4 separate regions of the Mus musculus genome follow, and regions 1, 3 and 4 are each linked to region 2. A link is a contact called in public Hi-C, HiChIP or PLAC-seq and promoter capture Hi-C data. All regions are on one chromosome and are shown on one strand. Each heading gives the region's core, a stretch centred on a gene start, on an enhancer-like site or on the middle of the called end of the contact. The rest is flanking DNA. Distances are from core to core; before and after follow the strand shown.

What was found. Promoter capture Hi-C pulls out the DNA fragments that hold promoters and counts their contacts. A called contact is a pair of places that touch in the nucleus more often than the background predicts. HiChIP or PLAC-seq counts read pairs in DNA pulled down with a chosen protein or histone mark.
Region 1: a contact with region 2 is called in a promoter capture Hi-C map of hippocampal neurons, with 5 times the contacts expected there. The contact joins the enhancer-like site here to the promoter of Adamts9 in region 2. A contact is called at or near these places in 14 of 39 promoter capture datasets (the 3T3-L1 cell line, 3T3-L1-derived adipocytes, the C10 cell line and 8 more), 5 of 484 Hi-C or Micro-C datasets (nephron progenitors and uterus), 23 of 115 datasets of contacts at active chromatin or transcription factors (the NIH/3T3 cell line, astrocytes, craniofacial prominence and 13 more) and 1 of 9 other capture datasets (embryonic stem cells).
Region 3: an H3K27ac HiChIP or PLAC-seq map of oligodendrocyte precursor cells shows a contact between it and region 2, with 12 times the contacts expected there. The contact joins the enhancer-like site here to the promoter of Adamts9 in region 2. A contact is called at or near these places in 6 of 39 promoter capture datasets (3T3-L1-derived adipocytes, the C10 cell line, cranial neural crest and 3 more), 1 of 15 datasets of contacts at CTCF or cohesin (the NIH/3T3 cell line), 3 of 484 Hi-C or Micro-C datasets (cerebral cortex, cortical neurons and embryonic fibroblasts), 21 of 115 datasets of contacts at active chromatin or transcription factors (the NIH/3T3 cell line, craniofacial prominence, differentiating embryonic stem cells and 13 more) and 2 of 9 other capture datasets (adipose tissue and embryonic stem cells).
Region 4: a Hi-C map of uterus shows a contact between it and region 2, with 5 times the contacts expected there. The contact joins the enhancer-like site here to the promoter of Adamts9 in region 2. A contact is called at or near these places in 9 of 39 promoter capture datasets (cranial neural crest, embryonic stem cells, hematopoietic stem and progenitor cells and 3 more), 1 of 15 datasets of contacts at CTCF or cohesin (the NIH/3T3 cell line), 5 of 484 Hi-C or Micro-C datasets (cortical neurons, growing oocytes, stem cell-derived neural progenitor cells and 1 more), 12 of 115 datasets of contacts at active chromatin or transcription factors (differentiating embryonic stem cells, embryonic forebrain, embryonic limb bud and 8 more) and 1 of 9 other capture datasets (adipose tissue).

What each region holds. Positions count from the first base shown.
Region 1 is chr6:93,393,589-93,397,050 of GRCm38.p6, reverse strand. No RefSeq gene overlaps it. Among named protein-coding and RNA genes, the nearest start is that of Gm25094, 60 kb to the right of the region's middle. Within about 2 kb of position 1,655, at least 26 of the 459 cell types and tissues checked have an H3K27ac peak or open chromatin away from gene starts, as enhancers often do. A contact at or near this core is called in fibro-adipogenic progenitors, forebrain, hippocampal neurons and 1 more, where this site is marked.
Region 2 is chr6:92,942,225-92,945,421 of GRCm38.p6, reverse strand. Adamts9 (a disintegrin-like and metallopeptidase (reprolysin type) with thrombospondin type 1 motif, 9) reads left to right here and starts at 1,888. Exons shown (of 40, transcript NM_175314.4): 1 at 1,888-2,381; 2 at 2,975-3,197. The coding sequence starts at 2,267. The region is part of intron 1 of 9530026P05Rik (RIKEN cDNA 9530026P05 gene); the gene reads right to left.
Region 3 is chr6:93,250,828-93,254,239 of GRCm38.p6, reverse strand. No RefSeq gene overlaps it. Among named protein-coding and RNA genes, the nearest start is that of Gm38863, 58 kb to the right of the region's middle. Within about 2 kb of position 1,484, at least 10 of the 459 cell types and tissues checked have an H3K27ac peak or open chromatin away from gene starts, as enhancers often do. A contact at or near this core is called in oligodendrocyte precursor cells and stem cell-derived neural progenitor cells, where this site is marked.
Region 4 is chr6:93,216,512-93,219,699 of GRCm38.p6, reverse strand. The region is part of intron 3 of Gm38863 (a long non-coding RNA gene); the gene reads right to left. Among named protein-coding and RNA genes, the nearest start is that of Gm38863, 24 kb to the right of the region's middle. Within about 2 kb of position 1,494, at least 28 of the 459 cell types and tissues checked have an H3K27ac peak or open chromatin away from gene starts, as enhancers often do. A contact at or near this core is called in forebrain and uterus, where this site is marked.

The DNA of each region.
Region 1 (3,462 bases), core at 406-2,905, 450 kb before region 2:
ATTTCCATTTAGACTCCTGCAAGGAGGTTTTGCAGATCGGAGAGAGATATCTATGTCAGAGTGAAAGGCAAGGCCAGAAAAGAGAAAGGGCGGTTAAGCGCCCAGGTGGAAGCAACCACAGGCATCTCAGATTCTTGATAGGGTAACAGTGGCTTCCCTTGGCTCAATGGGAAGGTAGGAAGGAGAGTAGAGAGCCTGTCATGGTTACACTATTATTTCTCTTACGAAAGGCAGAGTGTTGGCTGCCATTTGGCTTCTACCCTTTTGGATTCAGGAAATTTTCATTGAAAGAAAATTGAGAGAATCATTTACCATCTCTCATTTTTCTAGAAAACATTTAGATTCATTTATTTCACCGAAGGTAGGAGGACTAAGATTAATAATTGTAAAATGCACTTTGCTAACGTGTTAGCATAGAGCTGGCTGCAGTCCAGGATAGGAGTGGGCAGTGGTCCTCCTGCCTTCCCCTGGAGGAGTCTCCACAGATAGGTTGTGAGTGGCTAGCAGCTGTAATTCGTTCCTGGTTTATGTTGTTTATTATTTTTCATTGTTCACTTGTTTACTAGACAATTAAGTATTGTTCTCTTTTCGCTTCTGAGCTGCAGGAGTGGAGGAGGTGAGGCCTGTCCGCTGTCATCTTCATCCTCTTGTATTCCTATTCTAAACCCTGGACCAGACAGAGCAAGCCGTGACTATTGAGTGTGTTACAGAAGGGCCTGTAAGATGGCGTTAAAGAAATCAAGGGCAGAAACCACTGTAGGAGTTTGAATCTTAGAAATGTGCTGATATGCAGTGTATCTTAGAAGGAAAGCAAGGGGATTAGGTGCCAGACTGCACATGAGGCCGAGGCCGAGGAACGGAGACTCTGGGTTGATTTATGAACCAGCTCCTCTTTGCGGAATTGTTCTTTGTGAGCCAGGGTTCAATGTGCTCACGTTCAGAATCCTGCCTGACTCCAGTTCATTGAAATCTTCTGCTGTTTCACAGAGTCTGGCTTTTGCCTGTTTTGGCAAAATATCTTAATTAGGTCAGAAAACTTACTGGGCTTGGCCTAGAGATTCTGTCAAGGCAGACTGGTCGGACTTCCTCTCTCTAGAGTGAATGAAGCATTTGCTAAGGAGAGAGCCCACATTTTAAGATTGTCGATGTAGTGCGGATAGAACCCAGGAAACAACAACACAAGTCAGGAGGTTGAAACATTAATGATACTCATCTTCTGTCAGAAAGGGATATTGAAAAAAATATATTATCTTCAATAACTGACATATTAAAAAAAAGAGCCCAAGCATAATTCAAATGTTCCCAATGTGGACGCTTTCTGAATATAGCTAAGTAGGTTTTGAATGTAGCTCCTGAAACTACAGAGGATTCACCGTCACCTTATCTGCAAAGTGTACTTCAAAGCTTTGGCACTGTGCAGTTCCCTGAGTTGAAGTTCTCTCAGCTTCGAAGCCCTTGGCTGAGTGCCACCCTGCATAATGCCGTCTTTTCACACTTGCAATTAAAATAAGCTAATAATTTAGCTTAACAATCTGGTGCTGCCCAAGAAGTCCTCCTCAACAGGCTGGGGGTTTGCATGCGAACGGTTAGTCATTAGCCTTCATTCTCTATTGCTTACAGCTGGTCTTCATATTGTTCAAAGCAAGTGACATCACAGGGGTTGTTAGAGCAGTGGTAGTACACTGGTTTCTAACGATTTTAAATGTCCTCTGGAGCACTCTATCCCCTCCACCCCCCAGATAATTAGTTTGAAATCAAAATTATTACTAGTTTGAGAATTGCCAGCAAGAATTCTTGTGCTCTGTTCATCTTTGTAAAAACAATTTATAATCAGTACTATTTATAACGTGCTGTTAGCATGCCACGGTTTTTGATATTCACTCCAGAAAAATTACATAAGCTTTTCCTTCTTCCAAAGGAAGGTTTTAATCAGGGACTTTTCTCTTGGGTTTCATCATTCTGACTTGAGAATGCCCGAAAAATCATGGAAACCAGAGTACTTTCAAGTCCTCGGAAACCATGCCTCTTCTGCATCTCTTTTCCTTTTCTCCCAAATGGCTAACCCCTCTTTCCCTTTCTTTTCTACTGCTTCCTTCTTTTGCTCTCATCTCCTGTCTCTCCAACGTTCTCTTGTTCTTCTCTAAGTCACTTGACTTTGAGAAATTTTCATATGACATGAATTTTCCACTTGGAGATCATATAATGAAGAGTGAGGGGGTCTGAGGGGGAGCACACCAACTTAGCAGCAAGAGCTAGCTTGGTAGAAGAGACCCTTACACACAAAGTCATAAAGGTAGCTTACGTAACTCCTAGCTCTTCTTCATCTTATTTATGCATTTGGCTAAAAAATACTGAGTTTGTGTGTGCCAGATGCTCAGAACTTGAAATACAGTACTCAAAGCCAAGGAGAAGCAGTAGTAAAGAATGATTGTGAAATTGCAATGTAACTGTAATTGTGAGGTATGTTCTCATGGAAGAGCTGGGGCTTCCATGGGCTCATAATGGAGGGAGCAGACTCCCTAGCTGCATTGCTTGGGGTGAGTTTCTTGAAGGCAAGGACACTGACCATATTACTTGGAGGATAGAGTTAGAATGGTGGTGAGCAAATCCACATTGTTGGCATTTAGTCTAGGCTCCGCCCCACAGTTACCTGGCAACAGACAGGTGTGCCTGACTCACTATAAAAGGGGCTGCTCGCCCCCTCCTCTCTCTCTTGCTCTTCTGCTCTTTCTCCCTTATCCTCCTCCCCCTCTCTTCCCATTCCCCTGCCCCCCCCTCACTCCACGTGCTCATGGCCGGCCTCTACTCCTCTACTCTCTTTCTCTCTCCGCCTTTCTCTGCCTCTACTCCTCAACTTTGCTCCCATGGTCTGAATAAACTCTATTCTACTGTGGCTGGTCCCTCAGGAGGAAGGGATGCCTTAGCATGGGCCTGCAGAGGCACCCCTCCCCCCACACCTGACTGCACATCCACCAAACACATTCCCTCTCTCCTTATCTTTTTTACAAAACAACACACATAGTTTGGGCCTAACCACAAGACCTACAGTGACAAGACTGCTAGATTGGTGGGATAGTCAAGTCGGCAAGAACATGGACTTCAGGAGCAAGGGAGCTAGGGAGCCATCTTTTGGTAAGGGACTAGGAAATTTGTCCTAAGAGTTTTGACCTTAATCCCGAGTCCCGTAAAACCATTTAAGCAGAAAGTTGACAGCACCCTGCACCTCTCAGCATTTTATTTTCCCTTTAGACTCCCTGGTCCTGGTGTTTGGCCAATTTCTTTAGTGGATTTGGCAGCCAAGGGATCAGTGCTTGGGATTAGCGCATTAACTGTAATTAGAGTTTAGAGACCAACACTCCAAGCCAGAAAATGTGCTGACAGTGGAGCAGGGGCCGAGAACTGAAAGGTAGACAAAAGGATGCGATGCCCAGGTCTGGGGCAGCTCACCTAGGGAAACTTTGA
Region 2 (3,197 bases), core at 639-3,138:
TCCTGATCAGGAGGTGTCTGAATTAAGATTGAGGAGTTCCCTGGTAGAAGATACTTTCAGAAGGGCTAGGCAGGTGAGTAACTGTGTAGAGGTGCTGTTACATCTCCACTGAAGTCAGTTCTTGTGGACTGATTTCCATGCTCAGCTTCTGGCAACTTCCAGGCACAATAATTCAGAGGGAGCTTTAGCACCTAATGAAGAGGAAGATGGCATGCTAGAAGAAACTCACTTTTGTGAGTTATTTGGAAGATTCAAGGTTTAAAGTCCCTTTTTAAAATTCGCTGGTTCTTTTGTTTGCTATTTTATTTTTACATTAAGACAGGGTCTCCTGTATGCTTTAGACTGGTCTAGATTTCTCCAACCTCCTCAATAGCGAGATTTCCGAGATCTCCAGTGCACATCCGCACAGGGATACCGGATGCCCAGCCTCTTCACAGTGGCAGTGGTGCCTAACCAATTGGATTAACAACATCTTTAGGAACTGGCAGACCTGCCAAGTCATTTTTCCGCTATCATCAGAACTGTATACATCATTGTTTCCAGGATGGGTGGCACTCCCAGCACACTGTTGGCTGGTCTCTACTGGCACTTTGATATTCTCAGTTCTGAGTGGCTGGCCAAGCAGCAGAGAACTCCGGTTCTAGGAAACTTGGGCGATTATAACTTTATTAGTCATATCAGTTACTGAAAATGCCCTTTCCTTTCCCTTTGAATTGGCGCATCCTCTCCTCTGAGAGCTAAGGAAGAAAGGTGCTTTTTTTAACTATCCATGATTTAACAATCTTCCCTCTTTACTTCCTCCCCCTTCTCCCTCTGTTCCTTTCTCCTTTTCTAGAGTTCTGACTTCCAAATGTCTATCTTCAACCCGAGGGAGATGATGGATAACTTGAACTATCTGCTTGGAGCCACTTCCCTGCTTGCATCCTCTCTAATTCTGAGAGCAAGCGGAAGTGACTGGAAATCCCTGGAGGTTCGAGTGCCTTCCCCGGGACCTATGGCCTCACAGTCCTTCCCTACTCCCTTCCCCTCAAATGTCGGGCAGAGTTGGGGGCTTCCAAGTCCCCACCCTCTCTAACCGCACAGTAAGCGTCTTAACCTTTTTTTGGGGGGGGGGGGGCTACAGAAACCTGTAGAGCTCTCGCCACAGGGACAGAGGTCCCGGGAAGACCCGGGTTTAAACAGTTGCGAAACTTTCAGAGAACTGCGGATCAGAAACACAACTAGAACTACTGGACTGAAATAGATCCCTGCCTTTAAAACTCTTGACTTGGGGCAATTAAGTAGAGTGGAGCTCAGGTGACAAATCTGGTTCATAGTGATCAAGTGTAGGACTAGGACGGCGCAAGGCTACTTTTTTTTTTTTTTTTCCTCTTGTAAGGAATGCCAAGTTGGGTGATGGAAAGAGACGGGGGCAGAATGAAGAGGACAGGCAGATACGGAGAAGTGGAGATGGCTCAGTAGAAAGCGGAGAAGGAAGAGACCATCAGAGAAAAGGGACATGGGCCCAAAGAGACCTACACCAAGACCTGGCGAGAGAGAGATTCCAAACCGGAGACCAAAGTAGGAAAGGGGAATCGGAGTGGGTGGCTGAGCGCCACCTCAGAGAGAGAGAACTTTCTCTGCTCTCCCTCCTTCTCAGGGAATCTCTGCTAACCCCACCTCGGGGAGGTGACGCGGACGGCCACCGATTGCTCCGGCACTGCCGGCGCCTCTGGCCTCCGCCTCCGGCAGCTGGAGGGGCCTAAAGCGGTGAGTCCTGGCACCCGCGGCCGAGGAGGGGACAGGATCTACAAGGAGGCGGGCCGCCTGCCCCGTTTTCTCCTCCCCTCTCCTCCTCCTGGAGGCGTGCACCTAGGGTATTTGAGCGCCCGCGGGGGCCCCCGCCCCCTGGCCCCCCATTCAAGAAGCGGCTCGGCTAACTCAGCCAGCAAAGGGCGCCCGGCGCGCCTCGGAGCGCACGTTCCGCGCCTTCTCCTGCCCGCAGGCTGGACATTATGCGGCCGAGCCGCCGAGCCCTAGTCCTCCGCCTCCTTCTCCTCCTCCTGCGGCCCGAGCGCCTCAGCTCACGGCAGGCGGCAGCGTTGCTCAGCGGAGCGCAGACGGGACCCTCTCTGCAGGACCTCAGCGACTCCTAAAGTCAAAAAGTTGGCGGCAGGGCGCCGGGGTTCCGCGCGCTCTCCAAGGCTGCTGCCTCGCGTCGCCGCCAGCCACCAAAGCCGGCAGGAGGGAGGGGGTGGGAGAAGCGGGGGGAGGGGTGAGGAGCACCATGCAGTTAGTATCCTGGGCCACACTGCTAACGCTCCTGGTGCCGGACCTGGTTGAGATGAGGAGCCCTGACTCCGCGGCGGCCGTGCGCAAGGACAGGCTGCACCCGAGGCAAGGTAACATGGCTCTGAACCCTGAAGCCCCCCCCCCACGCCCCCACACACTCCATCGCCACCTTCTTGAACACGCTCTGGGGCGGGCACCCCGCAGTAGAGGCCTCTCTCCTTTTCCTAGAAAGAATTACCTCTCCTTTCGGAACCTCTCCCTTCTCTGGGTCATCCTTAGTCAACTATTAGGGAAGGAAGCACTGCAAGAATTTTAGGGCCACCCCCACCCCCAGTCCTTTTTACCTGACTTTTTTTACCCTCCTTATCCCTTGACCCAAACCAGTCCTAATTAATAGCTTGGATCACCAGATAGCACACATTTTATTTTATTTAGGATATTTATCAGAATCTGTAATTATTTTATGTTTTTATATTTGTTCATTGTCTGACTTCAAATGCTGTAGTCTCGGCCCCTCACCTAGTTCTCGGCTGTTACTATTACAGTAGGCGCTCAACAAATATTTATCCAGTGGTGGAGCGTGAAGGAATTGACTCGAAGTGGCTGCGAAATAAATTAGGACAAAGCCCCCCATCTTCTTTTTAAATTAAAGCTTTCGGGGGAAATGACTGATTAGCTCACTTGCCTCTGTTTCTCCCTGCAGTGAAATTATTAGAGAGTCTGAGCGAATATGAGATCGCGTCTCCCATCCGAGTGAACCCCCTCGGGGAACCCTTTCCCACGAACGTGCACTTCAAAAGAAGGCGGCGAAGCATTAACTCTGCCTCTGACCCCTGGCCTGCCTTCGCCTCCTCTTCGTCTTCCTCTACCTCTTCCCAGGAGCACTACCGCCTCTCAGCCTTCGGCCAGCAGTTTCTATTTAATCT
Region 3 (3,412 bases), core at 235-2,734, 310 kb before region 2:
ATAAGATGTGATTTAAAAAAATTATAATACGGGACTGGATAACATATTCTACAGCTCACTTCCAGGAGTTTTCTTTAAACTAGTCAGCAGTTGGCCTGAATTAACTTTCAAAGCTTCATCTTACTTGACTTACAAGCTACTGAAATCTCACTGCAGTTGGTGAACCTCACAGAAAAAGTAAACGGTGGGGCTCCTCAATAGGGATGATCAAGGGTTTCAAGTCTGCGAGAGAAGTGCTCTGTGGCTAGCACACAGCCATGTGCAATGGCCCGGTTCCAAGACTGATGGAGGGCTTTTGTTTTGCTGCTGGAACCTAGATGTGGGAGGGTGGGAGATTACTGTGGAGAATCGATGGAGGTAGAATCGGCTCCTCAGAGCTACCATATGGTGGCCAAGAGGGCCTCTGATGTCTTTTCTCAGACGTTTTTGATGTCACTCTTGTAATGGTTAACGTAGGCTTGGTTAATTTGCAAAAGGGAAATTATAAATGCCTTTTTTAAAAAAAAATAGTAAAACAACATAGTGATTCATGATGCCTGTTTTCCCTTCCAGGAACACACTGTGTGACTAGGAAAACGCAGCCACCTTATGTCTCCTGAGGTTTAAGATGAAGCTCCTATACTTCTTGAAAGCAGTTGTGTACTCGGCTGCCCTCCCCGAGCCAGTCGTAGGCAAGGTGAACATTTTATGAGAGGTTAGGTAAGGTTCTGGACGCGGAGTGGGGCTCTCCCAGCTTGTCACTTTTGGGTTTATCTGCTAAGATATGAATGTGCATGAGAGAAGGCTTTGATCTTAGAATTGCTTGCACCGTGACTTCTTATCTGGAAACAAGCTTGAATCATGAGGAGCCCTGTCTGAAGAAAAAAAAATATTTATGAAAATAACTACGTTGTTTGGCCGAGTAGGCTGAAGGCTCTCATCACAGAACTGGCAATCTTAGAATATGCTTTAGGAGGCAGAGAAGATAACTCACACGCAGGGAGTTAATTACTTGAAGAGAGATTTCCATCTGTCTAGGATGCATGGGGATCATTTGTTTAGTCTTTCTTTCTTTCTTTCTTCCTTCCTTCCTTCCTTCCTTCCTTTCTTTCTTTCTTTCTTTCTTTCTTTCTTTCTTTTTTTAGTTTGGAATACTTTCCTTCTTTCTGATTTATTATTTAATCTGTAAGGAACATCTTAGCTATCACAATGAAATCTTATTTAATTTTGTTTCTAATGACCTGATATATTGAAATTTGTGAGTGAATTTGATGAAGTTTGGGGGAAAAATGTTATTCTACCTCTTTACAGGTAATGGTGATGTGTTGAATCACTGGGCTCTTGGGCATCAGCTGGGTGCTTCTGTGCTCTTCGATGGCTTCCTGTCATATGAATGACCCAGGGGAAACCTCACATTTAGAGGCATGGTGCTGTAAGACACACGCTGGGAAAGAAAGTTCTTTGTGAGGAAAACACTGCTTCTCTGTAGCATTCACACACTTCGTACCCAGCTGGGAAGGGAGAGCAGCTGGGAATCAATGGAGTGGTTGATTCCTGCCCAGATCCACTGGAGAAGAGGAAGTGGGTCCTTTCTAATGTTTGACACACAAAAGCACATTGCTTCCTAGTAGATATTCCACAGAAAAAGCAAAATCCAAACAAACAGCATCATTTTTCTCTAGCCTACATACAATGCAAGTGAGATTCCAACTATGCAAATGGTGGGAGGAAACAAAGGCTTTCTTACTGCCCCAGTCAGTGGCCACTGTCCACAATACGAGCACTGGACTCAGAAGGACTGATCCACATCCATTGCTGCATCTTCCTGGCCTCTGGGATTTGGACTTCAGTCCGTGTCTGCTGTTGCTGCTATTGCTATGTTGCTTGGGGTGGGGATGTTGAACCTAGGGCTGTACTTGTGCTAGGCAAACACTCATCCCCTCAGTCTGAGCTTTTCTTGGTGTTTGCTGTATGTGGTGTCTTAGGGTTTTCATTGCTGTGAATAGACACCATGACCAAGGCAACTCTTATAAAGGAAAACATTTAATTGGCGCTAGTTTGCAGGTTCTGAGGTTCAGTTTATTATCATCATCATGAGAAGCATAGTAGTAGACAGGCAGGAATTGTATTAGAGGACCTGAGAGTTCCAAAGGCAAACAGGAGAAGACTATCTTCCAGGCAGCTAGGAAGAAGGTCTCAAAACCCACACTCACAGTGATACACTATTTCCAAGACCACACCCACTCCAACAAGGTCACCCCTCCTAATTGTGCCATTCCCTGGGCCAAGCATATTCAAACCTTCAAACCACTACATTCTACTCCCTGGCCCTCATAGACTTGTTCAAATATGTAAGTTTATGGGGGCCATATCTACAAAATACATTAATCCAACTTCAAAAGTCTATAACAGTCCCAACAATGTTAAAAGTCCAATGTTCAAAGTCTCTTATGAGATTCATCTAATCACTTAACTGTAATCCCCTAAAAGTCAAAATTGAAAAGCAGATCACATACCTCTAACATCAAAAGATATATATGACCATTCTGAAACATCATAGTAAGGTAATACTGGACCAAACAAGACCAAAATTCAATGGGACAAACTCCAAACTCTGTATATCCATGTCTGTTGTCCAATTCCTTTCTCCTTTGTTGACTGCAGCATAATTCTCTTTGGCTGTTAGCAGCTTAACTCAGCAGGTATCCCAGGACTCTGGCATAATAAACAATTTAGAGTCTCTAAAGCAACTTCAATGTTAAAGCTTCTTGCTACAATTTCTGAGATTCCCACATGATCTTCTGGACTCCTCCAAAGGGCTTGGGTCACTTTTCCAGGTCTGCCTTCTGTAGTACTCTAGGCTCTGGTTGATTCTACTACATTGCTGCTAAAGTTCTTGATGGTCATCCCATAGTACTGACATCTCCAATTTGCTTGGGTCTTCCACTGCAACTAAGCCTTACTAATAGCCTCTCATAGGCTCCCTTCATTGTAGCAAGCCTCAACTTTTTGCATGGCCCCTTCAGTCCTGGACCATCAACTACAACTGAGGCTGTACCTTCACCAATGGCCTTCCATAGCCTTTTATGGTGCCAAGCTTCAGCTGCTCTCCCTGACCCCTTCATACCTTCAAACTCAGTACCACCTGGGTGATTCTTACATATTACCAAGTTCAGCTGCAGTACAAGGTACAACCTTGGCTGTCTCTGTAACATAGCTTCTTTGTGCATTCAGAAAACTCTTTGCATAAGATTTCACTTCAGTGATGCTGGTCTCTTCTTAATCACCACTAATTTTCTTAGCTCCAGCTAAAAAATTGTTCCTGCATCAATTGTCGCAGAAGTTCCTTCTATTCTTGACTTTAAAGCCAGGGCCACATGGCTGAAGCTGCTGAGTTCTTCTGCTAGCTGGGTTGGATCATAGTCCCCTTGTT
Region 4 (3,188 bases), core at 245-2,744, 270 kb before region 2:
AGTTCAGCATGGCCAGTCCTTGCTGAGGCATTTAGAGGTAGTAGAAATGGTGCTCACTAGACACCACACATAATTTATATGGGGAGTAATTTCCAAGACTGTGGTCAATGGACTTCACATCCTGGTGTCCATACCCTTGAATAACCCTCTCCTTGTGAAAGTGGGCTGTACTGAATACTTCCTTTTCACAAAAAGAATATGGCTAAAGTGATGAGTCTTCCTTGACTGTGCTACAGAAGACTGAAATGACAATCCTGCAGACGCTGCTTCCCTGTCCTCAACGTGCTAACACCCCCTACTTCTCCATGCTCACTCTAATGTCGCTCCCTGTAGAGAGGTCCTCAGGATAAGGAACTGAGCCATCCAACCACCCTCAAGAAACTGCCTCAGCCTTAGCTGGAAGAATCACAGCTAGAGGCAGAGCCTCCTCGTAGCTTGATTGACATCCCAGTACAAACGACTCAGGTAAGCTGTGCCTGGCTTCCTGACCCTTGGGAAATGTTAGGCCAGAAATTGTTTTATTTTAAGCTGCTAAGATCATAAGTGACTAGTGTGTTACACAACACTTACAGTCAAGATATTCTCATAGGATGTCAGACACCAAGAGAAGGAGTGAATGGCGAGTACTCACATATATGACCAGGAGAGCATAAATAGCCAAGGATGGTAATACAGGAGAAAGCTTGATAAGTTAGCTGGTGCTGTGATTCACAAAGAAATCATGGGCACATGCTGGGAGGGGTTGGGGAAGAAAGGGTGTCAGGGCCCCTGTGGGCTACCTGTACTCCTCATGAGATGCTCTTGAAGTTAACCCCCAGTTACCGCTTCAGGCCGAAATGTGACTTTTTGAGGATTAACAATAGGATCTGGGTTTGCCTTCTGTGTTGTGCTCAAATTCTTGTTTGGATTTTATGATTCAGCATTTCTAAATGCTCTCCTAAATACGTTTATTAATGAATTTAGCAGCTGGCTCTGCAGGGGCCCCTCCAAACTCTTCTTTCCCGGTCTCTGCATTCTGAACCCACTGGTGCACTCTATAAACTCTTGTCTTTTTTCTTCATTATTATCTGTCGTTCCTTGAGCAGACTTGGAAATGGTGTAGAAAATCCATATAGGAGTGTGAAGTCAGGGTCTTCACCGCTGTAGTCAAATTCTTGCCCTTGCTTGAGTTTGCTGCCTGTCAGAGGTTCGTGGGTTGTCACTGGTCATGCTCTCTAGACTAAACTGTTCCCATTCAGCTCAGAACAGAACTATCAAGGGAGAAGGCAGTGCTGCTTCAGTGCTGCGTGGGCTCAAGGATATGTATCAACTGTTCTGTGGAACTGGTTTGAAGAGGTTGGGTTGAGCACAAACTCCCAAATGGCCAGAACTTCTTCCTCTAAAGCAATAAAGGAGCTAACCTTTGTGGTTTCTTACCTGCCAGGCAAACCCTACACTCTTCTAGAAGCTGCCAAGGCAGCAGCTGCCTGAGACATGCCATAAATAGCCTGCAGAGCAATTTGCTTTCAAAGAGAAACAGGCAAGGGAGTGCAGGGAGGCAGCCAGCAGTGGGCCCAGCCTTAAGTCTGGAAAATTTGGCAGCAGCAAAATGCACACTGCTCAGCGTGTGTCTCTAAAGGACCTCACAAGCTCAATACTGTCCTCAACCCCCACCTACCTGTACATTCATGAGCAAGATCAGTTGGGTTACCTGTACCTACATATTCTAAGGCCAGAGCTGCCTGAAATCACCTTGCCTTTTTTTTTTTTTTTTTTTTAAAGTTGTCACCTTCTCTCAATAAAGTTTGTTTTCTCTCCTTGACTTCTCTCAAGGCAGAAGAAACAGATGCAGGGACTATTTGAGAAAATATGCAGTTTACTGAACAGCTGTTGCGGTTCTTCCCAGCATTGATCTCAGAAGATGATGTGATGGGTTGCGTACCAGGGTCTCCTATCACCAGATTCCTGGCTTCTTTGTTCTCATTCTGGAAAACAACAGGGCTCTTCTAGCCTCAGGTTGTAATGTGGTTTTACCACCTTGTTTTTTAGCTCCTGGGTAAATAGCTCATCACCTCCTCAAAGAGGCCCCTCCTGATAAGCCATATGGCCACTCCTCCCCAGCCTCCTAATAATTATTACTTACTGCTCTTCAGTAACCTGTTAAATTTTCTTCTTAATACAACATGATTGTGTCTACATTCAGGATCAAAGCACTAGTTAGTAGAGGCATCAGGACTGGAATTTTTAAAATATAGCTATGCTCTCCAGTATGTTAGTCATGCATTGCTACTGAGCACTTGAACTATGGTTAGTCAAATTGAAATATTCTATAACTACAAAATACATACTAGAGTTGAAAGGCTTAATCCCAGTTGGGTATCCCTCGCACGAAATGCTCAGGACCAGTAGTGCTCAGATTTCCAGGTTTTTCGGGTTCAGGTACATTTGCACAGACTTTACCAATTAAGCACACTTAATCTGAACATCTGAACATCCTCAGAACTAACCTGATCCTCAAAATTTTTTGGTGTTGGAAGATTTCAGATTTCCAAGTTTTCATTAAGCATGGTCCACCTGTGTGACAATGAGGATGAGGTTGTTAAACTGTGCCACTAATGTTCTTTCCATTGATTGCAGTATAATGATAATTCCATGCATTAGATTAAATAAAGTAGAATATTGTAATTAATTTTGGCAGCTTCTTCCTCTAAAACCTATAGCTATTAGAAGATTTCAGTTGTATTTCCCGGGGGCAGTGCTAAACTGTCCCTTTCATCACTGTACTAGTAAGAAGTGAAATGCCAGTAGACTTGACGTAGTGTCTCTTTGGATACTACTGGAACCAATAATTTAGAATCTCTTCTACTGGTTTCAAAAGTTCATTTCTTTAAAAAATGGAACTACTTTCCTTTTAACTTTCCACATTCATTAGGTAGCTACTCTACACAAACCACTATGCAAGACGCTTCTTACTGCAGATATACAACCTAAGTAAATTAGGAAGGACCAGAATCCTAACACAAGCTACCCCATAAAAACGTCTGGGTACTTGGAAGAATTGTGATATCATTCATACACTTGAAGGGAGGGCTGAATGAATGTCAGAGATGAGGCTCCAAAGTCTTACCCTTCCTCTCTCAGTTCTTCCTCTATGTGAGTGTTGGTTCTACTTTTTCTTATCCCTTTCCTCCTGTGAACATAGCTAGAGG